Linked DNA regions of Gossypium hirsutum: region 2 is linked to region 1. Evidence: chromatin contacts called from public Hi-C data. All regions are on one chromosome and are shown on one strand. The core of a region is the stretch at or near the end of the contact, and the rest is flanking DNA. Distances in the headings are between cores, read along the strand shown. Region 1 has its middle 6.2 kb from the start of LOC121232279. Region 2 holds the start of LOC107955225 (E3 ubiquitin-protein ligase CHIP).

Evidence for each region. Hi-C and Micro-C count contacts between places; a contact is called where the count stands out from the background.
Region 2: a Hi-C map of leaf shows a contact between it and region 1, with 2.1 times the contacts expected there. The contact joins the promoter of LOC107955225 here to the enhancer-like site in region 1. A contact is called at or near these places in 9 of 34 Hi-C or Micro-C datasets (callus, hypocotyl, leaf and 2 more).

The regions. Positions count from the first base shown.
Region 1 is chrA07:49,793,806-49,800,448 of Gossypium_hirsutum_v2.1, forward strand. No RefSeq gene overlaps it. Among protein-coding and RNA genes, the nearest start is that of LOC121232279, 6.2 kb to the left of the region's middle. Within about 2 kb of position 4,341, at least 4 of the 9 cell types and tissues checked have an H3K27ac peak or open chromatin away from gene starts, as enhancers often do. A contact at or near this core is called in hypocotyl and leaf, where this site is marked.
Region 2 is chrA07:50,062,832-50,069,474 of Gossypium_hirsutum_v2.1, forward strand. It overlaps LOC107955225 (E3 ubiquitin-protein ligase CHIP), which reads right to left and starts at 2,742. Exons shown (of 8, transcript XM_016890956.2): 1 at 2,374-2,742; 2 at 2,185-2,252; 3 at 2,016-2,079; 4 at 1,124-1,195. The coding sequence starts at 2,490. It overlaps LOC107955227, which reads right to left. Exons shown (of 2, transcript XM_016890958.2): 1 at 6,391-6,643; 2 at 5,506-6,290. The coding sequence starts at 6,230. The coding sequence ends at 5,604.

The DNA of each region.
Region 1 (6,643 bases), core at 3,091-5,590:
TGGTCGAACTCTTAAGCCTCCTTCTTGGCTAAAAGATTTTATTCATCCCTATCAATCTCCTTCATCCCCAGCTGCTTCTTCTTCTAATTCTATTTTTTTATCCCATTTACCTCTCAAAAATCAGGCCTTTGTTTCTTCCCTTTCCCATATTACTGAACCTCTTTCTTATTTTGAGGCTCGCCACTCTCCCCACTGGGTTCAGGCCATGCAAGAGGAAATTCGGGCCTTAGAATCTAATCATACATAGACTGTTGTTCCTTTACCTCCAAGGAAGGTTCCTATTGGTTATAAATGGGTGTACAAGGTCAAACTTTGAGCCTCTGGTGAAATATAGAGATATAAAGCTCGGTTGGTTGCCAAGGGCTACAACCAGAAAGAAGGGATCGATTACTTGGACACTTTTTCTCCTGTTGCTAAAATGGTCACTGTTCGAACCATTTTGGCTCTTTCGGCTTCTCTCAACTAGTCTCTTTGTTAAATGGACGTGTCTAATGCTTTTCTCCAAGGTGACCTTCATGAAGAGGTTTTTATGATCTTGCCTAAGGGTTTCCGCAACTAGTGGGAGCATATGGTATGTCGGCTGCAGAAATCTTTGTATGGGTTGAAGCAGGCATCCAGGCAATGGAATGCTAAGCTTACTGAAGCTCTTATGTTGGCTGGTTTTGAGCAGAGTAAGTTTGACTATTCTCTTTTTGTTAAAAAGAAAGAAGGCAAGATGGTCATAATACTAGTCTATGTTGATGATCTTCTTATTACTAGAAATGATATGGATATGATCAATGACTTGAAAGGAGTCCTGAATCAAAATTTCAAGATGAAAGATTTAGGAGATTTACGGTACTTTCTTGGGATTGAGATTTTAAGGTCTCAAGAGGGGATTTTTTTAAATTAGCTGAAATATGCACAAGACCTTATCAAGGATACTGGTTTAAGTAAAGAAAAAGTTGCTCTTACACCACTTGAACAGAATCAGAAACTAACAACAGCAGAGTATGATGAAGTAGTTCAACAGCATCAAGACGACAAGTTGTTAGAAGATAAAGCAGTTTATCAGAGACTCATTGGAAGGCTAATCTACTTGACCCATACAAGGCCAGATATCACCTTTGCTGTTACTCATCTTAGTCAGTTCATGCAAAGTCCAAAACAGTCACATATGGAAGCAGTGTTAAGAGTTGTAAGGTATATAAAGAAAGAGCCAGGGCTAGGAATATTTTTGAAGGCTTTCAACAAACATCAGTTGGTAGCATATTGTGATTCAGATTGGGCTTCTTGTCCAATGTCAAGAAGATCAGTTTCTGGTTTTTGTGTACACTTAGGAGACTCACTTATTTCTTGGAAATCGAAGAAACAATGCACAGTATCAAAATCCTCTGCAGAAGCCGAGTACAGAAGTATGGCAACAGTAACATCAGAACTGGTTTGGCTTTCAGGTTTATTCAAGGAACTGGAGATAGTAGGTAAACCAATGAAACTGTTCTGTGACAATAAAGCAGCTCTTCAAATAGCAGCGAATCCTATGTATCATGAAAGGATTAAGAACATAGAAATTGATTGTCATTTTATAAGAGAAAAAATACAAGAAGGGCTTATAGCTACTGAACATGTGCCGACTGTAGATCAACTTGCAGATGTTATGACAAAAGCTTTGGAGTCACAAGAGCACAGTCATCTAATTTCCAAGTTGGGGTTAAAAAATATTTTTATACCTCCAATTGAGGGGGGTGTAGAAAGAATTATAAGCTGGTAGAATAGTTTGTTTTTCTGTTTTGGATTAGTTAAGTATTGAGATACTATAAATATTTAATTGTATTCTTATGAAATAAGATAGAAGCATTTTTTTAAAAAAAATATTTTAACAAGGTCCTAGTGGTTGTAGAACTCGAAACCATTAATTCTTGTCTTAAGCCTTATTTTTGCTAGTTTAGGCTTAGATAAAGGAATGCGTTTTGACTATTAGTGAGGGAGAATAAATGAGAGAAAAAAAAAGGAAATAAAGAAAGAGGGAGGTCTTAGTGATTGTAGGACTTATGTTTTGTTGTTTTGGTTTAGGCTTACTCGATAAAGGGTTGCTTTTTTTCAATTTCCCCTCCATTCCATCAGACATTGTACTGAAACTGTCATCCTAGCTATCTATTATCAGTGACATCATGTTTGTTTTTATTCATAGTGATATATGTTTTGGGGTATTGATTTGCTAACCAAAATCAACGAAAACCCATAATTAATCCTTCCCTTCAAAGACCATAATCGATCTTTTAGATTGAGATTTGATGAAAGAAGCTCTAAATTTTGGGTTAGATTTGATGAAAGAAGCTCTAAATTTGATCAAAGACCATAAACTGTCAACCTCCTGTCTAGTTGTTTGGACTGTAATATGTGTGAATCTTCTATTCTTTTGCTTGACAAACTTCGCAATGGGATTAACATTTAATTAATGCTGAATGACCGATGGCGATGGATCAATTCATGTTGTATCTGTAGCTAACCATACAAAAATGTTGTCTTTGCCTCACAACAAATTGATTAAGGCTTGTTGCTCATCCCTTGGTAAAATTGAGGAAGTCTTTTATAGTTTTTTTATCATTATGAAATAACTAAAGTGCCTCTGTCTGTTCCACTTGTTTTACCTTATGGAATCTAGTCTCTGCTCTGGCATCTAAGCTTTCCAGATTTATCATGCTCTTGTCAATGAGATTAATCCCGATTCCGCCATATTGGCATCCCTTTTTCTAGCCTTCACTATTAAAAATTCCAGTTTTGCTTCTTGCCATATTTCTTTGGTTCATATTTCGCCCCTACTGAGTTAATTACAGCGATGCAACATGGCACCGTACATTGATCTGAACTCATGAATCCCGTGCAAATTAGAGCGAGAAATTTTACTTTCAAACGTAATGTTGCTACTGCCATTTTAGCCATTCTCATTGTGGGTATACAAAAAATAACATTATAAGTTGATGGATGATCAACAATCAAGAATTCTAACATCTCATAATTGGTTGCTTAAAAAAATATTGATGGTTAAATTTAAATTGATAAAAGATATCAATATTGAGAGTTAAATTTAATATTATATCTAAAATTTATAATAGGAAACTTTCCTTTTTTCTTTAATTGAGAGAGCAGAATAAAGTTATTTAGAGTTAGAACGCAAATTCTCATACTTCCAACATACTATTTTTTGCTCAGATTTTTACCTATAAAAAACTTTAAACTTAAAATACTTGGAAATATATGGTTATATCATTATCGTGGGCTCGATAGCCGGAAGTATTTCTTAAATTTTATGGAAAAAGAAAAAGACGAACACAACAACGACGGACATGTCGTTGGAAGCATTTGTCAAGTGACACTTGGACGGGAAAAAGCTGCCCCACCTTTGGTAGAATCCCTAATCGCAGCAAAACAAATACTAAGGCTTCGTTTGGATGGGCGATTGACTGCGGTGAGGTGCGTTTAGCTTACTTTTTGTCTCACGCTACAGTATTGCTACAGTATCTAATCTCACCGCCAACTCTATTTTTACACTAACCACAGCTAAACGCACCGCACATCCAAACTCACCCTAAAAGGGACGGGTATCACCACGGGGCCTACATCCACTTCATTGTCTCAATGGAAACCAAATAGAGCCATATCCATGGATGATCCGGCGTAATAGACTTGATTATATATATTATTTGTATAATATCTCTCTTTTTCTTTTTTTCTTCTTTTTCTTTTTAAATTACTAATTATCTATAACTTTTTATAACTCCTAATTTTTAAAAATAATTTCTTTTATATTTTTATATTTTCTAAAAAATCACATTAAGGGAATTTTTTAAAATAATTATAAATGATTATATATTTTTAATTTTTTAACTTTTTAAAAATATTATCACATTAGCATGATTTTTATATATCATGTTACGTGTCACTGTCCGATTGCCCTATTAATCACCTCAACAGTTAACCATAGAAATTAATAAATTTTTTAATAGAATAATCAGTTTTTTTCTTTAATCTAATATATAAGATTTAATTTATTTATTTTTAGTAAAAAAATAAAACACAATTCAACTTTTTAGTAAAAATATGTCCATCCTATTTTTCTAATTTCAATTCTTTATAATTTGTATTGCAGTGGAAACTATTAATATATTTATTTGTATTTACAATTTTTTTATAATTTACAATATTTTTTTTAAAAAAAGTTTTATATGATTATGTTGCGTACAATATTATGACGTGTAATGGGAATGAGGACAAAAGCTCAACTTTTTATGGAGTCCATGTCTCCCGCCAAAAGCATATTTAGATTGACGGAATTTGAGGCCCTCTCCTTTCCGATGATGCTTCTGCCCTCCTCTCTCTTTGCTTTCTCGTTCGTTAGGAAATTATACTCTTCCACTTAATATATTTTCTTAGGTTTTGTTCATAATTCTCTTTAAAATAAAAATTAATATATTATATGTTGATGATGATTCAAAAATTTTAAATGTAACAACTGGCAACTAACATATGCTCTTTAGTGTTGGCTAGTTTTCGTCTTATAAAAGCAGCTTTTTGTTATTTAGATTTAGCAACTAACTTATTATTTTTATCATCAGAAAAGGTTGGTTTGGAACCTTCAACAAAAAGTATTTTCTCATTGGGGAATTTTATCTTTCATAAGGAGTATTTCGATTGATATAAATATAATCAATAAATTTACGAGAGAAGTGTTAGTATCATTATAAATATTAATTATACAAGTTGCTCCATTAAATATGCTAAAATAAAATGTTTAAATCTTGGTTAATAGTTTAATCCCTCACAAATATAATTTGTATAATTAATATTTTTAATAATATTGTCGTTTTTTATGGAGATAAAATCCTAAGTAAGATAATACCTTTTGTCCATAATTGGAGATTAATTTTTTCTATATTACCAGAAAATGAATTAACCAAATAAAAGCCATATAATAATGTGGATCAAGTATTGATATTCAAGATAATTAGAATTTGATGGAGAATCTAAACTTTACTTGATTATAGAGAAATGGAGATGTGAGAGATTGTTCTAAGTCCTTTCTATTTCGGCGATTAGATCAAACCTCAAAGCATAATTAGTAAGTGAAGGGTATAATTAGGGTCATAAATAGTTTGGAAATGAAATGCTTGTAGGGAATAAATTGTATTTAATTTGGGTAGTTTCATCATTAATAATAGGGTTTGACAATAGCTAAGCGTGTTCCTTAAGATTCTTCCACTTAATTAAGCGTTTTGTTTAAATGGATTTTTAATCATAATCACTGCTAACTCAACCAAGGTTAGTTTTACAATCTATTTATTTGGGGGTATGGAGTTCGGTCAGTTATTAATATTCAGGTGGTCTTTGGGGTTTGTGAAAATTAAGGGTTATTGACTTTGACTACAAAACTTCCATAAATAATTGGTTGTGAGTGGGGAACTACCTACTGTTGCTGTTCTCGAGACCACCTTATAGTTCCTTCACCTCCTTATTTCTTATCCTACTCCCCCACCAATGCCACGTGTCCATGTTGTCATGAGCTTTATCAGACACATGTCCCCGCCCATCTTGCATATGTTTATGCCGCCTTTCCAATCTGTCTATTTTATTGTTGCATTCAAATAAAATGGGTATCTGTTTATTTATTTAATATTTATATAATTTATGTAAACTACTTTGATTTGTGTTTGATTTAATAAGTTAAAATATGTTATAAATTTTATACTTGTTTTGAAAAGGTGAAATTTAATTTTTATATTTTATTTTCAAGAATTTTATTTTTATTTTTTATATTTGTTTATCCTTAGTTTGTGTATGTTATCTATAGGATTGTGTCAAAATTCAAGACGCTCTTGATTTTTGTGTTGATGAGCCACAGAGTGCGTTTGTCCTAAGAAGGTTGATAACTGATAATGTAATTCTTGCATATGAGATTTTTCATGCTCTCAAAAATAAAAGGAGTGGGCGAAATGAAGCTTTTGCATTGAAATTAGATATGAGTAAGGCGTACGACATAGTTGAATGGGCATTATTAAGGTTATGATGTTAAAAATGGGTTTTGTTGGGAGATAAGTTCATACTATTATACATTGTGTTATGATTGTCTTTTATAAGATCTCTGTAAATGGTCGTGAAGGTGAAGTGATTGTTCTTACGAGAGGTTTACGTCAAGGGGACCCTCCAAGTTTTTTTTTTATATGCAACGAAACCCTCCTGAAGATGACTCGTAGGGATGGATTGGTTCACGAAATCAGATTCACTCGAGGAGGACCAAGATTAACTCACTTATTTTTTACAGACATCAGTCTATTTTTTTATAAGCCTTTAAGGCAAATGAAATGACCATGAAGATCATCATACAAGAATGGTGGATTGTTCTTTTATGGTGAATTTTGAAAAATCAGTTATTGTTCATTCGAACTTACAAAGGTTTTGACCTGTGTTTGCAGGGTCGGGGGAATAAGGAACCTGAAGAGGGACCAAGTTAGATAGTGTGGAATTGAAAATTCATTACTAGTATATAGTCATGCACATAGGAAGAGGGTACCTTAAGAGACTCCGTCGTGAAGTCGAATATGTATATTGTAATTATGTAATTTCCTTAAAATCTGAGGTACGAACAACAAACTTTATTAAAAAAATA
Region 2 (6,643 bases), core at 1,492-3,991, 270 kb after region 1:
TTCAAAACATTATCGGTTCATAACCCTAAAATATTAGGAACACTTACTACAATTACCAGACTTCAAAAGCCTGTGCCTAGTTCATTGGCTTAAAGCTTATAGGAAAATCATCAAATCTGACAAGAGTAAATCCCAAAATAGCCTCACTACATATTTTAAGGAAACCGCTTAAATCATCAATAGTTTACTCTATTGATAGTATTCATCCACTTATAAGCAAACATCTTTGAAACAGCAAAAACAAAAAGCACAGGCCAATAAGGCCTGCTCCTTGTATTATTCACAACAATAATGACAATGAAGAAAAAAGTTGCACTAATACTAGAACCACTTTTCCACCCCCTTAACATAAATGCTCATTATGGTTAACGTAGTAGACCTCAAAGTCATCCACTTATCCTCTATGTTCCATGAGCTAAGATCAAGCTTGATAAATGTAAAAGGCAGGAAAGAATCCCCCAAAATATCTGGCAACACAAATGGCAAGAAAATGTTTATTGTGCAAAATATCTTTCACAAATTATCTTCCTCGTGAAATGATATTTTTTTCCCTTATTGCTTTGACTCATCCCTATGAAGAAATGGTGGAAAAAAAAAAGAATAGCTCTCAGATATATCCTAAATCAAAATGCATTCAGTTGTCTTTTTCTTGCCAAACAACATCCCCCTTCCCTTCACAAAAATCTTTTTGTCAAGGATCCAAGTCTATATGATATACTACACCAAACGAAGCCATCATAGCAGACAAAAGTTAAACAAAAGCGAAAGATATTCTGTTTCTTATATATCATTTGTTGAAATGGGGTCCCTATGTCCTTTAAAAGTACAACCACCAAAGGAAAACCACAACATGGACCAGAATGAAGATGCATAAGACATTTACAATGAATATAAAACCCAGCAACCACCATGCAACTGTTCAATAAGAAAATAACAGGAACGTCAGTAACATGGTGAAACACACGCATGCTACATGTGATGGTGAAAAAACCACAAAAACTAATTGAATGTATTGACTTTAACAACCTTCACTAAAAGAGATTAAAAGTTTCCAAATGCAACCCTAACAAAGTTATCATTTCTGATTCTTAAGAAACAAAAAGATTTATCATGTCATATGTACCTTTTGTAGTTCCTTGACCCCTTCATCTAATTTTTGCTTCTGAAGTAAGGCAAGTCCCAACATGTAGTGTGCCTATCAAGTAACCATATGTAAGTATACCCCGTCAGTTCTAAAGGAAAAGGTATGCACAATAAGCATACACTAAGCCAAACCCCAGTTTTTGATGTTCCTAAGGGAGGAACAAATGAAAATGAAAATAGCTAGGAAGTTAAAACTTGCAGTAAACAGGTTAGCAAGTTGGAATAAAAGAACATTACATGTGAAACCTCAAGCTAATAAAAATGAAAATTTTTAACCCAGTAGATAATTCAGATTTTGCATAAAAAATGGCAAAAACAACCCACATTGCAAAATCAAGATTGATTTTACTTGGGAAAAGAAGAAACTGCCAGAAAACCATTAGATTTTGCATGGGAAATTAAGTTAAACAACCCAAGACGCATGATTATCTCAACAGTTCCAAACCAGCTTTTGATAGGTTTATAACTAAAGACTAACATAGCTAGATATTTGCCACTTTAACTTCCAGAAGTCCTTAATTTTGCTTGAACCCGTCCCCAGTTCCAACCCTACTCAGTTTCCCAATTGGCGCTTGAAAGTCGACTAAACAACTAAACTTGACTCCTTTCTTAGGAAATAATCAAAGAGTTAAGGATGACCTGAAAATGTCAGGCCGGTAGAAGCTTCAATCACCTTAATACTCGCCTAAGAACTTATTTTATTCTGCTATACATGATTTAGCATTACATCCAAAAGGAAAAAAACAAGACAACCAAGAAGAATCAAATTTCAAGACATGGACGGGTCAGGGGTGTGTGAAATGTCATGATAATTAGGCGCACAACAAACCCTAAAAATCAGCATAACGGAATAAGAAATGAAAGAAGATTACCTTGACAGAATTGTAGTCGAGCTGAATAGCTCGCCGGCAATCCTCTTCCACTTTCAACCAATCACTGCGTCAAACCAAGAAAAGAGACACCTTCAAAAATTTTTTCCTCTTAAGAAAAAAAGGCACTATTTTTACATAAAAATTCATTATAAAAGGATTGCGTACATACTTCCGTCTGCGATGGCAAAGAGCGCGATTCGTCCAATATACAGGAACATTGGGGCATAACGTAATCGCCTTTAAACCCAAAAAATTACATAATTTTTATAAAAAAATCAAAAAATTTAAGAAACTAATATAGCAAACAATAACAATTTTTTCTCAAAAAAAAAAAAGGGAGGAGAGGAAGATTGTAGACCTCAGTATAAGCATCGATGGCTGCCCCAAAACGATCTTTCTTGAAATAAATGTTGCCATCTTTCCTCAATTGCTCCGCTTGTTTGGCTGCCGCGCTTAATGCCGAACCTGACACCATTTTTTTTCCTGAATAAAATCTGTTAACCGTGAAGCGTAAACCAACGAAATCTGCGATTTGTTTCTTTTTTTCCTCTTGAAGTTTAACTCTACAAAGAAAGGATTTTTTTTTTTTTTGAATTTTAAATGTGGGAAATGAAATGAAGAAGGAAGCAGCAGCGCGACTTCGAAGAGGATTCAAGATTGTTCCAGGTGAAAGCAACCTCAAACAAAGAACCCTTACAATTTTTTATTTTTTGGCCTTTTATTATGACTTTGGCCTTGTTTTCTTGTATGACTTATGGATTTGAGAATCATTTTTCTCATTATTTTTGGATATTTTTTATATTTTAAAGTTAAATTTATTTATATTTTAAAAATAATTGAGAATGTGATAAATATAAATTTATTTATATTTATATTTTTTAATTTTTAATTTTTAATTTTTATTATATCTTATAAAATATTTTACATATTATAAAAATCCACAATGTATAATATAATTTTCAAATTAAAATGGATTTAAAAAATATATGTATTCATTATTTGTTATTAAATTATAAGTGAATAATAAAATATTTGTATAGTTAATAATCTCTTACTCTAATCATAAAAATATTATGTTGTAAGTATAAAAGTTTAGATTTAATTCCATATAATTTCATACTCTATATTAATTATCAAAAAATATTATTATTTTATTAAATTAAAAGTAAAATAATAAAATATTTATTTTAAGTTTATAATTCACACAAATCTTAAATTTAATTTCTGAAAACTTATGACGAAAACAATGCTTCTTAATTCTTATTCAAACTTGGACGTAATGGATAAGGTGTGTAAATGTTAAATAAGACTATCTTAGGCTTAGTTTGGATGGGCGGTGTGTTTATCTCCGGTGAGGTTAAAAACAGTGGTGGCGGTGAGATTGGTTACTGTAGCGGTGAGATTGGATACTGTAGCGGTGAGATTAGAAACAGCGGTGGAGTGTGTGTTTGGATTCAAACGCAGCTGTAGCGGTGAGGTGAAAATAAAAAATGACTATTAAGGACATCAAATTAGAATTGGTATATAATAAAAGTTTTTAAATTATTTTACTTATATAAAATTATTAAAATATGTAAATTTATAAATTCATTTAATAAAATATTAAAATTTATCTTCCAATATTTTATTATAAATATTTAAATAAATTATATAATCAATTTAAATTATTTATTAGATAAAATGATAATAATTTTTAATTTTTTATAGTTAAATATCCTTTTATAACTATGATAAATATTATTTTCGCAAATAGTAACATTATACTTGGATCAAATTTTGAAGTATCTAAACGAATGATTTTTAATAAATATATATATAGTAACATAAGACATAACAAGTTTCATTATTACTAGAAATTAGGTTATGATACAAAATTACTTTTACAAATATTGATTCATTAAACTATTTGCAATGGTTTCCCTTAACATTGCAATTTCAAGGTCACTTTCACTGTCAGAAGAACTCGATTCACCTCTATCAAAATGGCCTGAAGAGATTGGCATGTCGGGTATATTCTCAAATTGTCGAAAATCCTCATCATTTGACCAACCATGTCTTCGAATATAATTATGCAAAACCATTGTTGCAATAACTATTAAAACTTGCTTGTCGAATGAATAGCTTGGAATATCTCTTAATATTGGCCATTTTTTTCCACACTCCAAAGGTTCATTCAATCACAGAGCATAACAAAGAATGGACATGATTAAAAATTTCTTTTTTTCCAGATGCTCGATGATTACCTCGATGAAAGTCAGGTAAATGATATCGTTCCCCCCTATATGGACCTAGAAAACCTGTCATTTGTGGATATCCTGAATCCATAAGATAATATTTTCCTACAAAAAAGTAAATCATAATATCAAGTTTAAAAAAAATTAAAAATTTTAATACTATTTTTTATGTAAAGATTAATTTAAAAAATTAAAGTTCAACCTGGTGGAGGGTGTGGAAACTTTAACTCTTGTTGTCTAAGTGCTTGCAAAAAAATTCTACTGAAATGCAAAAATAAAGCACATGTTGAAGTCACAAACTACCATAATATTTTGAGTTGGTTCACCTTTCTGTCCGATATAAGGTATTTGACAAGAAGGCGAAATGCATGCTTTTATGTGTGTTCCATCTATGGCCCCTATACAATCCTTTAAAATAAATACAAGTAATGAGATAAAAGTTAGAAATAATTTATATTTTAAAAATATAAAGATTGTGTAAATTTTACCTTAAAGTGAGGCCAATATCTTGTATCATGTCGAATATGGTTCGGTACTTCCTCGAATTGACCTTTAGTGGGTTTAATCGTGTCCATTCCCATTCAAGCAAATATATGTAACATATCAGTAAAAATTCGACTAACAGTTTCCCCAGATCGTTGAAATCGCTCTGGTGCATTTGAATTTGATTATCTAATTCCAAGAATATACAATGATAATGCTAACTTCTCCATCGCAGATACATTCCCATGCTTTAAGCCATAATTGGTTTGCAAATCATGCAACAAGCTGTGAAATATATTTTTTGGCATCCTAAAACTATTCATGCAACGATCATCATGCCCATTTAATATTTCGTCCACCCACATTTGACCTGTATAATTTGAATCCATACACGGTTGCTTAGTGAAATAAGTTTCATGGTGTAGTAATACACTGCTTAACACTTGTTCTTCCTCTTCATGATAATTGTTGTGCTCAACTTGTGTAACAATTGTGGCTATTCTTCGTTGAGCTTCTTCACTTAATTCAGGGGTATCATAATTCATATAAAAACTATTATACATATTGTTAAATTCATCCATAACCTGAAAAAGTAATCAAATGAAAATAAATTAATAACTTGTGACATTCCATACAACATAAAAAATTGAATAAAAGCATAGCTAAAAATACCAAACATAAAAAATATCATACATTAGGTTTACCTATAAAAAAGTAGATCATACATTAGTTTTGCATATAAAAAAAGTATATCATACATTAGGTTCACATATAAAAAAGTAGATCATACATTAGTTTTGCATATGAAAAAGTAGATCATACATTAGTTTTACATATAAAAAAGTAGCATAGTTATATTACAATAATAATTCTAAGGAGCTTGTGGTGGAGGTGATGGATGGTATGGTTGGAAGGGAAAGGAGGATGTTGCTACCAAGGATGAAAATGATGCAATTGGATTTTGTTCAGCATACTCACGTCGAAGCCACCAAACCCTAACATCTGGATCTAAGTTCAAAAACACTTCTCGTTTCACCGATATTTGGAACATTTTGATGGCAAAATAGTACAATTCATCTTTTTTTGGAATTTCATCTCCCAAATCACACAAAGCATCCATTGCATTTGAAATAGTATATTCAGAGTGAGGAAAAACAATTTCATTCACTGACTTCCTTGGATTAGCCATACTCTCACACAATTTCTCAATATGAGTAGCCAATGAATCTCTTGATGATTTTCTACTTGAACTTGATTTTTTTCCTTTGCCGTGTACAACCCCAAGTGTTTCCTTTCTTCGATTAGGAGTTTCACGAGGAGGGTTTGATGGTACCTCATTAGGAAGGATACTTTCATTCTCATTACTATTTTCATCTGAATCACCAAGTCCCTCATTAGGTGTATCATCTCTCATAGGAACCCCACTTGGAAGAACACCAGACGAAGGTGCCCATGTATTCTCTCTAGTGGCTACAATGCCACCAAACATTTGCCACATTAAATCATTCAATCGTGGTTCAATTCCTTTCTTCTTAAATCCTTTAAAATCAGGATTTTCCTACATAAAAGTTTAAATGTTACACTCAGATATTTATATTTGTAAATTATTAATTTCACTAAACTTTATGCATTAAAATAATGATAAAGTTAACACTAACCTGTATTTTTTCAGCCCACCATTCTTCGGTAGCATCGACAGTCTTTTTAGATGGACACCATCCAATACCTGTAGATTCCTTAAGCAACTCCCTCCATAACCTCCATTCCTTTTTTAATGTATCCCACTTGTTTTTCAATTGAGGTTTTTCATAATTTTTTTGTGTTTTTGCTTGAAAAAGAGCAATGACATTTTCCCATCCTTTTGAGTTTAGATGAGTTGTTGGTCTATTACCAGCATTGACTTCATTCACT